Regions from separate parts of the Zea mays genome. Here all the other regions are linked to region 2. The links are chromatin contacts, called in public Hi-C maps. All regions are on one chromosome and are shown on one strand. The core of a region is the stretch at or near the end of the contact, and the rest is flanking DNA. Distances in the headings are between cores, read along the strand shown. Region 1 holds the start of LOC103653681 (F-box protein GID2). Region 2 holds the start of LOC103653685. Region 3 has its middle 26 kb from the start of LOC118476950.

The links. A called contact is a pair of places that touch in the nucleus more often than the background predicts.
Region 1: a Hi-C map of ear shows a contact between it and region 2, with 2.2 times the contacts expected there. The contact joins the promoter of LOC103653681 here to the promoter of LOC103653685 in region 2. A contact is called at or near these places in 2 of 25 Hi-C or Micro-C datasets (ear and tassel).
Region 3: a contact with region 2 is called in a Hi-C map of ear, with 2.8 times the contacts expected there. The contact joins the enhancer-like site here to the promoter of LOC103653685 in region 2. A contact is called at or near these places in 3 of 25 Hi-C or Micro-C datasets (ear, leaf and tassel).

Annotation. Positions count from the first base shown.
Region 1 is chr4:131,256,683-131,261,464 of Zm-B73-REFERENCE-NAM-5.0, reverse strand. It overlaps LOC103653681 (F-box protein GID2), which reads right to left and starts at 3,485. Exons shown (of 2, transcript XM_020552602.2): 1 at 3,076-3,485; 2 at 1,886-2,946. The coding sequence starts at 2,904. The coding sequence ends at 2,200. It also overlaps the pseudogene LOC103655507.
Region 2 is chr4:131,561,773-131,566,778 of Zm-B73-REFERENCE-NAM-5.0, reverse strand. LOC103653685 reads right to left here and starts at 1,756. Exons shown (of 5, transcript XM_008680510.4): 1 at 1,575-1,756; 2 at 1,332-1,505. The coding sequence starts at 1,589.
Region 3 is chr4:131,944,283-131,948,911 of Zm-B73-REFERENCE-NAM-5.0, reverse strand. No RefSeq gene overlaps it. Among protein-coding and RNA genes, the nearest start is that of LOC118476950, 26 kb to the left of the region's middle. Within about 2 kb of position 2,686, at least 9 of the 20 cell types and tissues checked have an H3K27ac peak or open chromatin away from gene starts, as enhancers often do. A contact at or near this core is called in ear and leaf, where this site is marked.

The DNA.
Region 1 (4,782 bases), core at 2,236-4,735, 310 kb after region 2:
GTTCTTCATCTGCAGTTTAGATTCAACTCACCTTTAGGGTGTGTTTGGTTTGGCTTTTGGCTTTGGCTTTTGCCCCCTAAAAGCCAAAAGCCAACCAAAGGGTTGGATCCAAGAAGCAGCTTTTTCTAAAAGCCGACTTTCTCGTAGTGCAAAACTGAAAGCACCCCTGGACCTGCTTTTAGTGGCTTTTGGATGGAACTGTGAAAACATATATCGAAGAACTTTTAACGACTTTTAGTGGTTTCCACCAATTGTTTTTTAGCTTTTTAACAGCATACAGCCTACAGCAGCTTTTTCCACAGCTCACAGCCCCAGCAACTTTTTCCACAGCCACAGCCCAACCAAACAGACCTTTAGTTGCTTACACTAGTCTATAAAAAATACTAATATGTTGCACTAGTCACAAGTTATAGCTAAAGCCAGGTTATTTCATAACAGCTGTCTGAACTGTGAAATGCATAATAACCTTAGTTCATATTTTTCACAGAGCTCACATTCGGATCATAAGGATTGCAAAAAAAGAAGAAAATAACACTACACAGTCCATGTAATGGGTGCAAAAATCAAACCTATTTGGCGAGACTGCAAGCATGGACGCATGGTCAGGCGAGTTGAGAAGTTCAGCACCAGCCAAAGCCTAATAGGATGGGTGGGGGCCAATTCCTCCAGAGCAATATCCTGAAAGATTTAGCAGGAAAAGAATTAGCAACACATCACATTGAATGAAATTGTACGTATAAAAAGGTCAATGTCCTAGCCAACAAAATTTAATGAGAACTGTGAAATGAAGGAGAAGCAAATTATCTGAGCAGGTTTGTGTGCCACCATGGTATTCTAGCTGCATCTTTTCTCCTAGATCCAGTTTCAAACTCCGCAAGGTACCTAATACACATGAATTCAACTAAAAAGATACTGCAGTGCAGCAAAACATAATTTACATGAAACTGAAAGCACAATAGTATTATAATAATACCCGTAGTAATCACCCTTCATCTTGAGGTAGAAGACCTTGGACTCTGCAGCTGTTAATGAGGCGGAAACGGTGGGAATCAAGGAGCTTGAGGATTCCATCACAGATCTTGCTGAGTTCAACTTCAATCTTGTTATGGTAGTCCTCAATGAGAGTGACACAGTCCACGTTGACACGGCCTTCTTCCCCCTACTCAATGGAGGATATGATGCACCATGAAGCACATTGGGTTCCATGACAATCTTGTAAGCAATTGACAGAACGTAGTGCTCCTCAGAATCAACTGTCTTAGCCACCTTCTCCATGAACTCAATCAGCTCTTCATACTTCTCAGAATCAACTCGAATTTCAAGGGAAATTTTTGAGTTAAATGCTAATTTGCAGACAAAAAAGGTGAAGCAATTCGCAAACTTTAGCCTAAAAAATCTCAGATTTATCTAAACAGGATAAATGACTGAGAAAGAAGATCAAAACTTGGAAGGCACAATGTGAGAGAAAAAAATAAATGTACCACAGCGACCGATAGGCAACCGATAGATCCAACTGAAATGAATTACACGAATCCATAGACCCCTGCCTCATACATACATGATGGCCTCATTAAATTTGAATTTTCAATTTGATAAATCCATATTTCCTCCAAACAAACATTATCAACCAGTACACAGCAGTTGCATCAGATTTGCTTAACAGACCTAAGAATAGCATGCAGTAAAACATAGGACTAAACTGAACTTTAGTAACACAAGTCAACATCTCAGCTATTCCTCACATTTATTAAGCTATTGTAAGCTTAAGCAGCTAAGTCCTTTTCCTTTCCATGGGTATAAAAGGGATTTCAAACAAAACAAAAAAGAGGTTCACCCTCACTCTCTTAGGTGACACGTGGGGATTTGAAAAATGCCATGGCACAACAGCACGAAGAGCATGATGCATGAATGCATCTCTCTTGGAACATCATATATTCACATATATGCCATGGAAACTTTATAAATTAGCTGATTGTGCGCGATTTAGGTACAACACGCGACTTGGTAGTCATTCAATACATCATCGCACTCCATTCCATCCAATCTCACTCAGTACAACCGCACCTATCTGAATAGTCTTCTCTGCCCACCAATCCAAATGATTTTATCACCTTCACTCCCACAAATGCAGTGAAGAACCACAATCCAATCACCTGACATTACATAAGCAGCATGTGGTGATGCTGCATGGGAGGTCGATCACCCACATTGGCCACCTCCATTCTTATCTCTATCTCTATCCTTGTCCTTAGGAGGAGGTGGAGGAGCATTAGGCATCTTCAGAAAGAACGAAGTCGAGAGCAGAGAGAGTGAGACTTGGACCTGGTCACGGCCCATCCTCACCGGCAACTGCCGCCTCTGCTGCCCGGGCGGCGCTCCAGCAGCACGCTGCTGGACCGGACGAATGTACATCTCGTGTAGCCGCCGGAAGCCGCCAAGCGAAAGCACGACGCTGCGAAGCATCTGCTCGGAGAATCCAGTGTAGGCCCACTCCCGCACGCACGCCGCCTCCCACAGCCGCTCGTCCCGCGCCAGCAGTCGCCACCCGCGGCTCACGCACGCCGCGGCCGCCAGCGTCCGGGCCTCCGCTCGCATCAGCACCTCGAACACCAGGTCCTCCCCGAGATCCGGCACCCTGGCCTGCTCGTCACCTCCGGCCTCCGAACCTGGCGGCGGCTGCTCGCCCACTCTTGCGTCCTGTGGCAACTGCTCCGCCAGCGGCGGTGGAGCCTGCAAGAACGAAGACGAGCACTCGCCCGCCATGCTGGAGCTTGCGACCGGCTCCTCCGTCCGCTGCTTCTTACTCGGTTCGCCCACGGGCGAGCCACCACCGACGCCCGTGGCAGCGGGTGCTGGGGCCCGGTGGTCGTCGCCACCGCCTGACGAATCAGAGCGGCACTTCATGGCCGGCGAATCGGGACAGCCGTGCCCGTGGGTCAGCCACTGCTTTCGAGGAGGAGCGGCGAGTGGATGAACATGCGTGAAGCAGTGCAGTTTATTATCTATACTTAATGCTTTTTTGCGACTTCCTTTGGAAAGCACCTAGATAAAAAAAAACGGGGGTGTTTGCCATACCTAGATTTTCCTCACCCTCCCACCAGACTACCAGAGCTAGGCATCCACCGCCCGCGCGTTCTCCACGGAGTTCGACACCCCCCAGCTTGTGCCCTCTCCGTAGCCTCCTTACTTCCCGAACGGCGCCAGCGCGGAAGGCTTGCGGTGGGTGTCTCTCGATCCGTACGACAGCGCGCAATCTGTGGCGGCAGCACGTCGATCCGCGACGGCTCTGCGTGGATCCGGACGATGGCGGAGTCGATTTGGGTGGGGAAGATCTGGGTGCGGCAGCGCCAATCCGGGGGCGGGCGGGGAAGCAGCGCGGCGATGAGATGAGAGGCGGCGGCGGTGCGTGCTGATGATAGCCGGTAGGCGACGGACTACGCAGCTCGCAGTCGCAGGGGCGGCCGCAGAAGGTGTTGAACAATTAGACAAATTCCAGTTTAAATTCCGAAGATAAATTATGACCAAATTAGAAGAACTGAAATAACAAGCCAAATTAGAAGATGCGTACTGATTAAACATACTGATAGATGGCACGCGCAGGAATCAGCAGGGTCGACGATGTCGAAGTAGCGAAATCAGCAGAGTCGACGAGGTCAGCAGATCACGAGCAGTCGCGTGAAGACGCTTCCCAAAAACCTTATTCGCCCTCTCCCGGTGCAGGATCTAGAAGACGAAGGGTTCCGGAGACCTGCTCTCCTGATCGCAGATGCACCTCTGCGGTCGGGACGAAGAGAACTAAAAGGCGGCTCAGCTATGAAGAGAGGCGAAAGCGAACTGGGATCTGGGATGATCTGGAGGCTGGCTGCCGGGCTCATTTTATAGGGCCGAGTCCGCGACCCCCGTGCTTATCCGCCCACGAAAATCTCGCAATCAGTTGAGATTTTATAGCGATCGGTTAGGATAAGCGTAACAGCCAAGAAACCAAAAAATCAAACGGCAAAAGGTAGCCACGCCCCCGCAAGGCGAGGGGCCGGATTTCGGCGGACCATTCACGCGCATGTCGTGCGCCCGCGCCCTTCGCCTCGCCTTGCCTCGCCCGGCCCGGCCAGGCGAGGCGAGCGAGCGAGCGCGCGCGCGTGTGGCTCTCCACACTCTCTCCTCTCATCCATGACTTGGTGAGTGAGTGTGGCTTCCATATTTAAGCTAGCTCTACTCCACTAGAGCTAGCAATATGGTGCTAATGGTTCCATATATCCTCTAGCCATCCTCTTGTATGGGCTTTTGAGATTTTCTGGGATTTATTTGAATTTCTTAATTGGGCCAAGCCCATAAATCCTAACAATCCCCCACCAGATCTCAAATGCCCATCTGCAGTTTTCGCCACTGTTCACTACTGTTTAATATACTAGTTTTTCAGCAGAGACTGTTAAGTTGAACTTCCGCCTAGAACTCCAAGCTACACTAACCCACAACTTGGACAATGGACTATGCCTTGAATTGCAAGTTTTGCGTGAATGAGTTTCACTTGAAGTCATGACCAGTACTTGGCTACCAGTAGTCCCCTTCTCGGGTGGAGCATATACGTCGTACTCCAAGGTCTCTTCATAAGTTTACTAGAGATCACCCAAATCTCATAGACTGCGACGTTAGACAGTCTAACTCATATAGGTGTGTTCTTTCAAAGAATGTTCTGCAGGACAACATCTTCGCTAATACAAGCCAACAGAACACATTAAGGCACAAAGTCAACCTGCCTTACAGCATTTGAGAGTATTGCATCTT
Region 2 (5,006 bases), core at 507-3,006:
TGTAGCCTATTTCAACTTGCTTGGAACTTAAACGCTTTCTTCTCCTATGCACTGACATTTTTTTACCAGCAGCATTGCCAAAATCACCAGTACTGGGTGGATATTGTGCTATATTTTGAGGCATACAGCATAAGAAAGAAATAGCACATTCCTAACGCAGGGAAAAACATCCAGACAGGTGGAAAGAAAAAAAGAGAGTATTGTCAAGACAAATGCAACAAATCAGTGAAGGCATAGTAGCAATGGCACACCAAAAGCCTATAATAACTTAAAATCAGTGTGTCCTAATGAGTTTAGTGGTCTCAGCTTCCAGCAACCACAGCAGCACCTTCCTTTGTGTTATCAGAATCAAAACAATCTCAATACCCCTTCAGATGCTTGCGGACTCCAACAACATCAACAGATTGTGCAGTATGCCCCTGCAAACTTAGAAGCACTCAAGCACACATGCTAACACTAAGACAAAGCACATACAGCTGCCCATTTTACACATGTTAATCTGTTAGACCTTGGATACTGGTCTACTGCACAGCCATAGTCGTGGCAAATCTGTAGTGCTACTACATGAAGTGTAACTAACAATAACAAAGCACGATATTTTGTTTTTCAAACATGATCAGTCATTCCAAGCCTAATAACCTTCCTCCCACCCACGCACAAAAGAATGTATCAGTTCACTCTGGAAAAAATTGAGTTGTAACAATACCACTGCGCAAACTACAATGCACAATACCACTGCACAAACAGCAATGCATAAGTGCAAAATCCTGAGGACGAAATCCAATCCGTATACTATGAGCTCCAAACCCCAACCATTCCAACGAGAAATTTTAACTGCACCACCAACATCACGATAGCAGAGACAAGAAGCGCAGCATCCAGAAGACAAAATTCCCATCCTACGAGCTCCAAATAAGACCACAAAATCAAGAGGACGAAATCCCTATCATACAAGCTCCACATCCCAGACATCCGAATGCGAAATTTGAACGGGGCCTTCACCATCATCATCCCTAAAACAGAAACCGGCCCCACCAAACCGAGAAGACTAAATCTCTACGCTACGAGGTCCAAATCCCAGTCACACAAATTCAAAATTTGAAACGGGCCTTCACCACCATCATCCGGCGACAAGAAAACACAATCCGAAGTCCAGCCGATACAGTCAATCCCAAAACCTCACCTAAAACACAGAACCTCGCATCCTCCAGGCTCCAATCCAAACTGCTCGTATCGTACGCACACCAGCAAAATCCAAAAAAAACTAAACATTCACGAAGCACCCAGCCAAAGCGAGCGGTTCGAGCGGAGAGAGAGAGGAAGAGCCATACCCTGACTTCCATGATGGCCTTGAGCCGCAGGAGCGCGGCGACGCCGTCCTCCTTGGCGGCCTCGAGACTGGCCGCGAGGGCCACGGCTCGACGCTCCGCCGTCAGCACCCGCGCCGCCGACTCCTGCGCCATGTTGAGCATGATCCTGGCGTACGCCTTTTTCATGGCCACCACCTGCACGAAAAACCCCCGATCAGCACGAACAGCGTGCGGCGGCGGCGGGTACAGGGGGAGGAATTTCACCTGGCAGTCCGTCATTTTGGAGTGGGAAGAGATTAGGGGAGGAGGGAGTTGGTTGTTGCTGGAGCTAGGGGTTGTGGCGGTTGCAATAGAGGTGTGGCAAACGGAAAGTTGGAGAGGGAGGTGGGCGCGTCGCGGCAGCCGCTGCTGCGCTTGAGCCTTTTAGCTGGCTGCTTGCTTCCGTTGGAGTGGAAGGAAGGGGCCTGTTTCCGATTTTTAGGCGGAAGCGGTGGGAAGCCCAACTTCCCTAATGTTCCAGCCATGGCGGAGAGAACCCTTTGGTTCCGGGAAATTGTTGTTTCAGCCATGGCGGGGAGAACCTTTTGGTTACGAAGAATTGTTGTCTTGACTCAAGACCAGGGCCGACCCAGCCCAAAATTTGAATAGGGGTCTAATACCTAAGTGAAGACCTAAATAGAAACATAATAACTACTAAATTTTTGTAGGTACGTTAAATAAGATAAAATGTCTACTGAAACTAGAGAATTGAGTGGGGGCATGTGCCCCACTAAGCCTAACGTGGTTCGACCCTACTCAAAACTATCTGTTCGTAAGTTTATATAGTAAACCAGACATAGAAATAATAAAATAAACTTTTATTGTTCACTCTCTGTACACAAGAGAAGACAAAGTTCAAGAAAAAAATGTACTCGTCACGTCCCACAATGCGGCCAATGAGGGTCTAGGTCTATTTGGAAGTAAAGTATTTTTTATAATTTCTAGGTAATAGTATAGTTTGTACTTTGTAGTAATATCATAATATCTCTACTACTCTATAATACTATAATATAGACCATCCATGCACCCTCTGTCTTCCCACGACGTATAGGACTCACATGTCAGTGTCTCCCTTCTTCTTTGTGCGCGCAGCGCTTTGCTCTCCCCTTCCACGCCCTCTACCCTCTACCCCTTAGCCTGAACCATGGTCCTCGCCGCAATCCCCTACCCCCTCTCCCGACCACCTCCATGATCCCCCAACCGAGAATCCCGCTTAGGATGTCATAAAGTCGTCGCAGTGTCGTATCGCCCTGTGATGCCCCCACACCCCCCAGTTCTCCATCGTGTTACTCCCCCGCCACGCGACTCGCCACCCCATGCCTCCACGCGAGACACCTCGGTGGCTAGCACAAGCTGTCCTTCTTCTTCGACTCCGGTGACGCGCGTCGGCCTCCGCCACCCCGTCCCCAAGCTCATCTTCCTGAAGGGTACGCTGGCACATATCCTCGCTCAGCTCAAGGAGAAGCCCGCTGCCTCCGCCCCGACGGGCGCATGCACGTCGTGGCCCTAGCAGAGTCGTTGGCGTTGCAGATCCCGCAAGAGTAGGAGACGCTCGCCTTCCTCCACGCCCGTTCGAATCGGATAGCATCGTGGATCTGTTCATCGGGCGGTGCCTCAGTGGCGGTGGTGGAGGAGGCGATGGTCCCGTTCGTGGAGTAGGTCTGCGATCGCATTCGAAGTCCATGGAAGAGGAGGGGTGCTTGGGTGGTCCCCTGATGAATCCCTCCCGTTCCCCACTCGAATTCACGTTCGTCGGGTCTAATCTGTCATGCTCAAATCAATTCATGTTCTCGATTTGATTCCAAGCGCGTTCACGTCTTCTTTTGCACCATTTTCAAGAGGTGGTGTCAAATCCATGGACGCGATGTCGGCATCAGGGGTGGTAGCAGCGACGCATCACCTCGCACTTTTGTCGAAGGAGGTTAGCAACCTCAGATTGTAAGGCCTCTCTGCTAGAAAGCTTTAAAGAGGTTCATGGTTAGTTTAACATTAAGCTCAGACTTTGTAATAAAACAATCTAACAACAAGGCTTTAATGATAAATTCTCTCATCTCAAAACACATTTATATGCCTTCATTTCATGTTTTTTCTGTACAACTGTAATGAACATAATTAAACACATAAAATAGAAGTTGAATAGGCCAGAAGGCACGTTTATATAAGCCATGTACTGACATACATCAAAATGACGAGAATTGAGTAAATGGGACATTCTAGTATGCTGTGTGAATTGTTAAAGGCTATACACAGATGTGTGCAGGTGGGAATTCATTATTTGTTTACTAAGTATATAGCAGTTTTTCCCTATTATTTCTCTCACAGTTAGTGTGTGTACTATACTATTGATCTAGAAATTGATGTATGACAGTAATTTTTTTATGTTGGAACTGCCAACATGTATGTTTCTTGAAATTTATCTTTTATCTCACTATTTAAGTTTCAGGCTACATTTTACATCCCTAGTATGTTGTCAAATAACAAAGTAGTCCAGTGCAATAGTAACTTTTATGATCTTCAAAATGAATGCTCCGCGTCATTGCAATGTCCATACAAGATGGTGTATGTCTCTACGGGAACATCATCTTCTGGATTTGTTGAATATGTGCTTTATCTCTCAACAGAGAATGCCCATCCTCAAATTCTCAAGGCACAAATAATGCATGGGTAATCATTTCTTTGGAGTCTGGATCTACTCGTAAAATACATTAGGTGTAGTATCTGAAAAACATTTTACTTCTTATTCAATAGTTATGGACAGACTCAAACACGAGTGGAATACTGAAAATTCCCATCGGCTAAATTAATTCTTAGATGTTGATGCTTCTAATGGTCTTTTTAGACTTGGAATATATGAGATTTCAGTTCCCAGCATTTTAGCTCAAAAAGGCCTGACGTTGGTCGTGATGGTATTGGGAGAATCAGCTTGGGAGACTAAGGGAGCTCAGACCAAGAAGAGACATCTCTTGACATCAACCAACAATAGTTAGCAACCTCTAGACATGACACCTATTGACATTAACCCTCACTAGATCAGGTGGCGCCCCTTCGTTCGGGCGCCCTATCCAAAGACGGTGAAGAATTCGATAATTCTAAGAAAATATTTTCTGGCTTACAACATCAGATACGACAACTACAAGAGATCCAATAAGAATAGATTGTTGCGCTATATTTATAATCCGCAACAGTGGCCATCAAACTCCATGAAAGTGCTCCAAGGTAGACCTTCTTCGATATCCAAAGAGAGGGACACCATAACTGTATACGGAAATAGCAATCGTACATCGTTGCAATTAATTGCATATATCCTATACCATCTTTGCATGAAACACTAAAAATGTTAAATCAGCATCCCTGGTGTACTGGCAAATCCCCAACTGAGGTACAATAGACAACAGCCCTGGTTAAAAGCACATTTTGAAGTGTAGTAGACAGTAGTGCTGAGAAGGGCCAAGCAAGAACACCCGAGAACTGAATTACATGTAGAGTAGAGAGGAAAAAATAGCAGACCGTTAGCATTCTGAATAGAAATAGTTAATAGCGTCTGTAGAAGCAAGTAAAGCGCCATGTGATAGGAGAATAGCAATCAAAGCTACATGTCTAATGTAGACGATATCAGAATTAAGAGAAAGGCCTTCTAGTTTCAACCTAGAAATATAC
Region 3 (4,629 bases), core at 1,437-3,936, 380 kb before region 2:
CACCACAGTCGTCCACCGTCGTTGTGGCAGAACCTCCCAAGTTATTGGGCCCACATGCACCTGTCCTTGTCTCAAAGACCTCAGATGGCTATGCATGTGCTCCAAATAACTTAACAGGATCCGTCCGAGTGTCCCAAGGACCCCGGATCAACCACTTACAACCAGAACCGCAAGATTAAGTAAACACAAATCACACACCAACATTTTGCAGCGGAATTTCTTTATTACAAAAGGTTACAAGTTACGTCAAATTTACATTATGTTTATCGGAGTGATTACAAAGTGATTCAAAGAAATAAACTTTGAAATGTTATAAAGTATTTATAGTTTTGAAATATATATGCTAGCTTAAGTGATCATCCTCAATAAGAAGTATAGGAGAGGTACTTAGACTTATAAGAAGGCCGAGCCCACCGGCACTTAGCACCATCCATAGCAACACACTTCTATTTTCGGTTCTTCCTCCTGCTTGGGAACCACCTTTGCACAAAAGTAGCAAATCTCCGTAGGCTCTTCACCTAAAACAACATGGGACAAAGCCCTGAGTACGAAGTGTACTTTCGCAAGTCTTACCCGACTAAGGAAAAAGACTCTCAAGGATATGCTGGATTTAGGAATCAAGGAGAGGCTCTTAGCAAGAATCAACTTAGATACTTTTGCAGAAATAGCTTACTAAAGTGAGTCCTTACTTTCAATATTTTAACGCCAGATTAAATATTAATAGAATATGGTTGCACCTAGTCTAATTTCACCATCTCATCAATACAACATCATTTTTACTCATAATGTTCACATCCTGACTTAAGTTGCAGGTCAGTGATCAAGTCTCCACTCTCCGGGGATATAACGACGATCCAAATCGATTTACTCAGCTGAGGATCTCTAGCCACACGACATATGTAGCACTTAACCCTTGCATATGTCAACCGTTCCCACAGATCCTCCACAACGTGAACCGGTCCGCGCTAACCGGGAGCACAGTACTCCTCCATCCAGCCTCCAGTCAGGAGGGTACATGCTACTCCCACCATCTCCCACGCCCAGTGCGCGGTTGTCTTTTCACGTATGGAATAGCCGGGTTCAAGCTTACCCTGTCCTATATCTAGGGCATGTGGCTAGTTAAGATAGTCCTTGATCATATAGGCCTACATACGCATCCAATCCTTAATTAACCTGGGTGGAGCATCACCTGTTCCTAGCCCAAGTCTCGAGTTAAGTACTTCCACCCTTAGGATTGTTTTGTGTTCCTAAGGATGAAAAGAGCATTATAGGGAACTTTGCAGTAAGATCCCACCATTGCTCCCAACGAAAATATTTTTGCAGGCAGAAGCCATCCTTACTCAGGATAACCCCTAAGCTAGGCATTAACACAAAGGACAACCTCTATCCACAAGATCTAAGCAGGGATAAGCATTTTTGTAAATCATATTTTGATACTTCATCAGAAGTATCTATAAAGGTATGGATATCAAGGTAGGCAATGCATCAAAGGGTTTCCAAGCAACTCCTATAAACCTAATGCACATTTCCTAGACTTAAAGTGTGTAAAAATTATTTAAAAACACAAGGAAGGGGTTGCATGCACCGGGGCTTGCCTGGATAACACTAGGTTAGTGTTGTTAGACGACATCCGCTTGACGACCATCTTTTGTTCTGATACTTGTTCAGGCAGGTTTGTCCATCAGCATCATCATGCGGAGTAGCCTGCGCTTGGGGTCGACTTGGCTCGTCTTCCACATCGCGCGATTATTTATCGTACCTCATGAGATGCACGATGCATATGTATGAGCACAAGTATAAGATAGATATCTATATCGAAGAGAATGAAACACTTATAACAAAACATTTTACCAATATTTAAGACCACTACTCATACATACGTGGAACCTATTTAATTATATTTAACATATACACCTATCAAGGCACTACTCACCTGACCTACCCATCGACAATTATTATACAATATGATTAATTCACCATTGCACACAAGCACACCCCAACATTAGATCAATCCAATTATACCAGACATATGTTTCCATTTTGTAAATTAAGACGCATAAAATACAGGTCAATGGTGCTAACCACAACCGGCCATAACCATACTTAAAACTAACTTAACTAGTTTTCTAAGCCATTTTATCGGATTAACTTGTATAGCCTACGAGTTAAATACGATATTTAATCGTTCGCGATTAATATATCTATTCAATCCATCGACTAAATCAATTAATAAAAATAGTGAACTATAGAACGGTTACCGATTTAACTTACCATCAATTAAATTCGACTTGAAACCATGAAATCAACGACGCTTTTCAGCTCAGCATTTCACCGAAAAATAAGGTAAGTGTTGCGTCAAATCGCGCTTCATCTTTATCCGACGCTTGGCATTTCTTGAGGATGCATGAAACGACGACGAGATCGATTCTGGAGCGAGCTAGCGAGGTATGGTTGAGCAGGTTAGCGCGAGCTCTGGTGAGGACACGAATCCAGTAAGGATTCTGGCGACAGCAAGGTCACAAGCTGTAGTGAGAGCGCGGACACTGAGTCCGGGGAGGGAGAGGGGGACGCGAGCTTCGGCCACCGGCAAGTGTAGTATCGACGACGATGACCGGCGCGGGGCTGATAAGCGCGACAAGCACGTGCAGGGGGCAAGGGCAAGCGGTTAGGAGACGACAGTATGGTTCGGGCACGACCGTGCGAGCACTGGACGAGAAAAAACGACGGACTCAATGACACACGAAGCTATCACCTCCCTGTTGGGCATTCCGTCGAGCATCGGATAAGCGACGCACGAAACAGCACTGTCTTCACTATCCCCAGCTCGATGTCGAGGATCCACCAACTGCAAGCACCTACACTACTCCTGCACATCCGAGACAACGGCTTGACGAGGTTGAGCCCACGACGGTGACCCAGGGCGCGGTCCAGCGAGCAGAGAGCTAGGAGTGGCGCCGCGGCTGGCGAGTCCGAGCACCAGGGAGAGGCGCTTGGGCTAGAAAATCAGGGCGCCCGGCCAGCCGAGTTGGAGATGTCGCAGGCGTACAGCAGGAAGAAAGAGCGGCGTCCATGGCTACTCTAACAGAGGGAGCCGAGGCGAGTCCCGGGAAGCAGCAAAGACGAGCAGAGTTACGGCCACCATGGCGGGGAGGAGCTCGGCATAGGCACGGCGAGATCCGGCGATGCTGAAAAAAAATGAGGCGAGGCACCAGGTTGCCGAGAGGACGTTGGGCTTAGGTGGAATCAAGGTTAAGCAGAGCCTAGGCATGACCATGGCAGGGAGATGGGGAAGGAGCCGAGCTGGAGCAAGGAGAAGAGGGGGGACGCGACGCTGGGAGAAACGCCGGCAAGGGAGCAGGATGGCCGCGACCATGGCGAGCAGAGGATCCACTCGCGTGGTCCTGTGCACGCGGCTGGGCGAGCCCCATGGCCGGACCAAGGAGGACCCGAGTGGAGCAAGGAGGGACGCCATGGAGGTTGGGGAAAGCAGCGACCGGCGCTAGAGGAAGATGGAATTCTGGGAATGGAGCTACGAGAAGAAAGCAGGAGCGGCTGAGGAAGAACAGCTGCGCGCGGGGAGGAGATAAGCATCGCGAGAAATATCTAGGGAGAGAGATAGCGACGGGAGAAGAGGGAGATGGAAGCTGCGCGGTGAAAAAAAATCCCAGGCGGCTGAGATTTTTTTTTTACTTTTTTTTAAAAAATCGTAGATATTTTGAATCAAGATTTCTAGCGATGTATATAATTGGTCAACGCGCTATACGGCTACGCATTTTATTTTCCGAATTATGAAACGGAAACTCAGAGGAATAACAGCTTAGACTGTTCTGTCCAAATCTCGTTTGGATAATTTTCGTGACTATTCCAGCCACGATGCAAACGGACCAGATTGAAACGAGTTCGGATTCGGTATTTTAATATGCTCTACGTGATTCGACTGAAATTAGCAGAAACCAGATCCGCTAATGCATACGCGATTTCGTCGTCAAAACAATGTGCTGAAGGATAAATTGGATCATATCCTCGCGCACGATTTCACTTAGACGACGCGTGATCCTAATTATGTTGCACTAAGTATTTTAAGCGTCGAATTATAATTAATTTATTTGGGGACACGAATCGCAATGGTGGATCGAGCTTCCAAATTCGTATTCGCGCGAGCGATGAATTTTAAATAATCACTGGACGCACCGATTTTTGAAACAGCTATGTTCCGAACATCACGAAAATTTTGGAAGAGCCTGGATAGATAAAAATAAAAATGATGTCGCGCTCGCGACAAACGAAACAGATACGATATTAAAATCACGATAGGCGGAGATGATTAAAATTTTAGCATCTGTTTTATTCACTGATATTATGTGCTTAAATTCATACTCATTGTCGAGCAGAATATAAATACCTGGGGTATTACAGTCGTCGTCCACCACCGTCGTCCGCGCAAGGCGAGGTATATATATATATATATATATATATATATATATATATATATATATATATATATATATATATATATATATATATATATATATATATATATATATATATATATATATATATATATATATATATATATATTAAAACATTTTATTTTCGTCGATTTTTTGTGGCCGACGGGAGTTAACTGTT